Linked DNA regions of Mus musculus: region 1 is linked to region 2. Evidence: chromatin contacts called from public promoter capture Hi-C data. All regions are on one chromosome and are shown on one strand. The core of a region is the stretch at or near the end of the contact, and the rest is flanking DNA. Distances in the headings are between cores, read along the strand shown.

Evidence for each region. Promoter capture Hi-C pulls out the DNA fragments that hold promoters and counts their contacts.
Region 1: a contact with region 2 is called in a promoter capture Hi-C map of cranial neural crest. The contact joins the promoter of Gpr108 here to the promoter of Efhb in region 2. A contact is called at or near these places in 1 of 39 promoter capture datasets (cranial neural crest) and 1 of 484 Hi-C or Micro-C datasets (uterus).

What each region holds. Positions count from the first base shown.
Region 1 is chr17:57,246,289-57,248,988 of GRCm38.p6, reverse strand. It overlaps Gpr108 (G protein-coupled receptor 108), which reads left to right and starts at 1,300. Exons shown (of 17, transcript NM_030084.4): 1 at 1,300-1,478; 2 at 2,106-2,225. The coding sequence starts at 1,353. It also overlaps a transcript of Trip10 not described here.
Region 2 is chr17:53,462,062-53,464,800 of GRCm38.p6, reverse strand. Efhb (EF hand domain family, member B) reads left to right here and starts at 1,480. Exons shown (of 13, transcript NM_172497.3): 1 at 1,480-2,370. The coding sequence starts at 1,522.

The DNA.
Region 1 (2,700 bases), core at 51-2,550, 3.8 Mb before region 2:
GCCAGGTCCATTAGCACCCCCCAACACCACCGCATCCTGACTTCTCTTCCTTCCCGCCAGAGTCTCCTCTGAGAAACAGAGGACAGGTTGTCCTTTGGGCACCGTTCTGGGCTAGGCACACACTCACACACACACACACACACACGCATGCACGCACAGCACCGCGCACTTGCACTTGACTACACATTTTCCAGCCTCATTCAGTATGTAAGGCCCAAATCAGAACTGCCTCTAGATTCTGGGACCCTGGGGCTTAGGATTTCGGGTCCTCCCAATCATAAAAGTCCTTTCACGCCTTGTAAACCCCCTTAAGGCTCCCGGATAAAAGGGAAGAGGCCCTGTTGGCTCCCACCCCACTCTCCCTGGCTGTAGGTGCTTTCTCCGCCGCTACGCAAGTGTCAAAACACCATTGTGTTGCAGCTAGAAGAGCAGTCTAGACTTCTGAGGAAAGACGCCCTGGAGCCAGTGCTGGAACTGAGGCTCCAATAGGCCTTGGCCCCACCTGCTGGTGGCTTGTGGGCTAAGCTCTGAGATGTAAAGTGGGGTAGAGGGATGGTGGAGGAGGGTGGAGAAGGACTCAGAGTCCCAGTGACGAAAAAGGTATCACACTACGGTGGGAAGCTTCGCGCCAGGGTCAGCAATCTAATTAAGAGTTGCAAGCTACAACTAGGATCCAGCAGCTGGGACTCTTCCAGATCTGAGGACTCAGTAGGAATTGAGGAGCCTATGTTTCAGTTTGAAGTAGGGAACTCAGCTGCTGCAAGGTTACGCCTAGGGCGGAGTCTTCAGGTAGGACCTACAGCGGCATTCAGCCGAGGATTAGAGATCAGCATAGTGCGAAGAATTTTAGGCTTTTCGGTGGCCCAGCAAAGTTGAAACAAGGTAAGCTCATAGACGCGTACGTTGACTAAGTCTCCACTTCTGGCCGGGAGCAGGGTATCGGGGAAGTGAGGGGTGGGAGAGGAAGTGCGTCCTTGGGAATACTGGGAAATGTAGTTTATGCATGCTTCGTTGCACGGATCTGCTCCCTCTATATTCTGGGTAATGTAGTCTTGGACCGTTAAGAGTTGCTGAAGGAATTCCGCTTTAAGGGACGGATATGGGTTCCTGGATCATTGGTGAATCGTCCTGTTCCTCAAACTACATCCGGGACAATCTGTTTAGCGATTGGAGAGTATGAAAGCCGGGGCTGAAAAGGATAAGCACGCCCATTTGGGAGGCCTTCTGACAATCAAAAGAATCTCAGTTGCTAATTGGGTGACTAGACCACGTCGTGCGACTATTGGCTGAAAAGTGGGTAGGCCTTATCAGGCGTCAGAGGCTGTGTTCGGGGGGCAGTCGCAGCCCCAGAGATGGCAGTGAGCGAGAGGAGGGGGCTCAGCGGCGAGAGCCCAACGCAGTGCCGATGGGGATACTTGTCGCTGCTGGTGCTGACGCTGAGCGGCTGCTCAGGCCGTATCCACCGGCTGACTCTCACAGTGAGCCCCGCAGGCTTGGCCTCGTTGTCTCCCCCCATAGCTCCGCCGGTGGATGGAGCAGCCGCACCCCCCACTGCAGGCCGCTAGTGGTCTCGTCCCGGGGTCTCCCCGCCCGGTGCTCGTAATGGGTTGGCCTGGCTTAGAGGGCGGGGCTTCATCTCCTGGGACCCCTGACTCCTGGCGCTTAAACTTTCAGGGAACACTTGGTAACAACCATAGGACCTGGGAGGAAGGGGTACCACCTGGTAGGATCTTCCTGGAATTCACTTAGGGGAGTGACAGGAGACTACTTTCAAAATTTAGCCCAGATAGAATCGAAAACTTTTCTGGAAAGTCGAAACTAGTCACACCAGCCTATGTAGCCCGCTCTCGGGGTGGTGCACGTCTATATGGGGACTGTCATGGGGTTGCCAGGGTTTCACCCCATGGACACACAACCCCACCCTCTAGCTGCCTCGGACTGAAGTAGGAAAATGTCACCAGCACCAATACGATGTACCCAGGAAGGCTTTCTCACATGCTCCTGTCCTGAATAAAAATGTATAGAGACGCTCAGGGAAACACGCCGTCGTGCTGGACTTGGTGGGGAGAGTGCCCTTGTGCCACTGTGTCTTTGGTTTCCTGCAGGGGGAGAAGCGAGCTGACATCCAACTGAACAGCTTCGGATTCTACACCAATGGTTCCCTGGAAGTAGAGCTGAGCTTACTGCGACTCAGCCTCCAGGAGACAGAAAAGAAGTTGCCAAAGGTGAGGGGGCTCATGGGAGGACTCAGTGTGCAAGTTCTGGGATTCTGTCTTAGCTCTGTCCCTCACCGGTGTGATCTGTGGCCAGTCTCATAGCCTTCCCCACCTGTCACCTAAGAATGAATACAGTGTCTCATGCAGTCTGGGTTTGAGGGTACAGATTTGTCATCTTAGTGTCCCTGCTGGCTTAGGCAGGAGGATCAGAAATTAGCCAGCCAGTATATATGTAACATATATGCATGTATATAATGCATTTTAATCATACACGCTTCTCCCCCTAACTCCTCCAAAATCCATTCCCACCTTCCCAAACTCCTCCCAATCTCATGTCCTTTAAAAAAAAAAAAAAAAAAAAAAAAGATATGGCCTCACTATGTAGCCCCAGATAGCCAGGAACTCTGTGTAGACCAGGCTGGCCACAGACTCAGAGATCTGCCAACCTCTGTCTCCCAAGTGCTGGGATCTAAGGCCGGTGCTC
Region 2 (2,739 bases), core at 231-2,730:
TAAAGAACATCACTCCATGGCCTCTGCATCAGCTCCTGCTTCCTGACCTGCTTGAGTTCCAGACCTGACTTCTTTTGGTGGTCAACAGCAATGTGGAAAGTGTAAGCTGAATAAATCCTTTCCTCCCCAGCTTAATTCTTGGTCATGATGTTTGTGCAGGAATAGAAACCCTGGTTAAGGCACATTCCATAAGTTGCCCCCTTCCCGGTTCCCCCTCCTTGAGCTCCCCTTTTTTAATTACATTTCAATTTACTTGGGGTTAGGGCTAGGGTTGCCACTGGGCTCATGTGGAGATCAGAGAACTCTGACAAGGGAGTCAGTATATGAGCCTTGGTGTCTGAACTGAGGGTGTCAGGTTTGTGGAGCTTTTATCCACTGAGCGATCTCCCTGACCCTTCAAGTCATTCTTTAGAGCTGGAGATTTACCTCAGTAGAGATTTACCTCAGTAGAGATTTACCTCAGTAGAGATTTACCTCAGTAGAGATTTACCTCAGTAGAAGAGAGATCACCTGGCACCCCTGAGGTTCTGGATTGATGCCCAATTTCAACGGTAGGGGAGGGAGCATGGGTGCTTATGTGTGATTGTTTTTTGAGCGGTGGGTGGGTGGGTGAGGGTGGTGATTCCGATAGAGGGTCTAACTAAGTAGCCGTTGCTAGTCTAGAGCACCTTTGTAGACCAGGCTAGCCTGGAACTCACAGTGATCCTCTTGCCTCTCTGACTCTGAGCACTGAGATTATAGGCTCTGTGCATTCCAGATCCTTTAGCATTAAGATAACTCCAAGCACTGGAGAGACTTGTGGGAAAGGAAAGACCTAGGAGGAACAATCACTGCAAGATGATTTTCAGTCAGATCACCAGTAAAGAAGCTGATAGCCATGTGTATCTATATCTCCTTCCCTTTCTCTTTCCGAGTTTCTTTTGCCTTAGGCTGACATTGAACTCATGGCTATCCTCCTGCTTCAACCTCCTGAGTTCTGCAACTGCACCATGGTTTACTAAAGCTCAAAATAGGAGTGTATAACTTGGGAAACGGAAGAGAACTTGGCAAACATCAGGTTTAGTATCCACCTGAATGTGCGAGGGAGAAGTTGGGGATTCGGGGTGAACACAGACTGATGCTAGGGAGATGGCTCAGCCTTTGAAAGCTTTCTCCAGGGCCCGCGACTATCTGGCTTTTGTAACTTTTGCACACACACACACTCGCATACACATAAATGAAAATAATATTGAGAGAGAGAGAGAGAGAGAGAGAGAGAGAGAGAGAGGCACGGGGGGGGGGCGGGGGAGCGGAGACAGAGAGGAGAAACAGAGATAGTGAAGGAGCACGAAACAGAAACTGGGATTCTGGGAAAGAAAAGGAGAAGCCAACAGCACGACCAAGAAAGAAAGATGGGCGGGGCGGGTTACAGAGAAGAATTGCTCGCCAAGCCCCGCCCCAAGTCTGTTTCCCAGGTAACGGAATAAACAGACTCCATCCAGTGTCCTAGGCAGGAAGTAGTCTGCACGGAGTACTGGGAGTATGTGTTCGTTTGTGAGAGTGGGGTCCCCCAAACCTTTGCAAACTTCAGCTTCTCCGTTAGAGATGAGTTCCCTGAGAAGGACGAGAGCACCTGAAATCTCGGAACTTGGACTCACCCCAGAGCAAAAGGACGATATAAGAGACAGGGTACTTAGGGGGTCAAAATCTCCCACGGAGCTGGGGTTTGACTTGAGACTAGAACAAGATCGAAAATGGAGAGAGAGGATGGGATCATCAGAAGCAAAATCGCCACCTTGCCATGCTCTTGGAGTAGGATTAGAAAGACATACTATTTCTGGGACACCCACAGAGATGGGTAATTTAGGACTTCACAAAGGCTCTGCCTTCCAGGGATCAAAACCTCTGGGTGTGTTACCAGGAAGAGTGGGGCCAGAAAACAAGGGCCTTCCGCCTCGCCTTCGCTACGGAGGGACACTACACCCTCCTTTCAGCACAGTACATGCAAGTCCGCTGGCGGCAGAGAGCAGAAGGAGGCCTTTAGCCTGGGGTTCTGCTTGGACGGATGCTGTAGTGGAAAAGCAACCTGTTGTAGGTTTGGAACTGAGAAAAGAACCGGAAAAAGAACCCACCTGTGTCGTGATGAACCCCTACCCAGAGATGCCCCCTAAGGAGGTAGACATCGGGTTGCCACAAACTCAGGAATCAGATGAAGCCAAGAATACAGAGCCTCTAATAGGTTTAGTAAGAGAACCTTCTGAATGTCCATTTGCCCAACAACCGGAAGAGAAAAAGGAGCCCGGCAGCACCGAACCCGGAGTGGAGCCTCCAGGGAACATCAGGCCCATATACTCAGGGAAGTTCTTTGATCGGGTGCCTTGCTGGCCAAGTGTAAGTTCATGTTATTGTGTGTGTTTGTTTGTTTCTCCTAGGGTTTCCCCTGGAACTCGTGGATAGCCATGTCTTTCCTGAGATGTTGTAGTAGTGAGGCTGGTTTGTGTTTTTAGAGACAAATAGCAAAGTTTTCATTGGGATTCTGTCGTAGTTAGGGTTGCTATTGCTATGCTGAAACACTATGACCAAAGGCAAGTTGGAGAAGAAAGGATTTATTCAGCTAATGATTTCATATCACAGTTCCTCATCAAAATCAGGACAGGAACTCTCAAGCAGGACAGACACCTAGATGCAGGAGCTGAGGTAGGCCATGCGCAGGTACTGCTTATTGGCTTGCTCTTTGTGGCTTGCTCAGCCTGCTTTCTT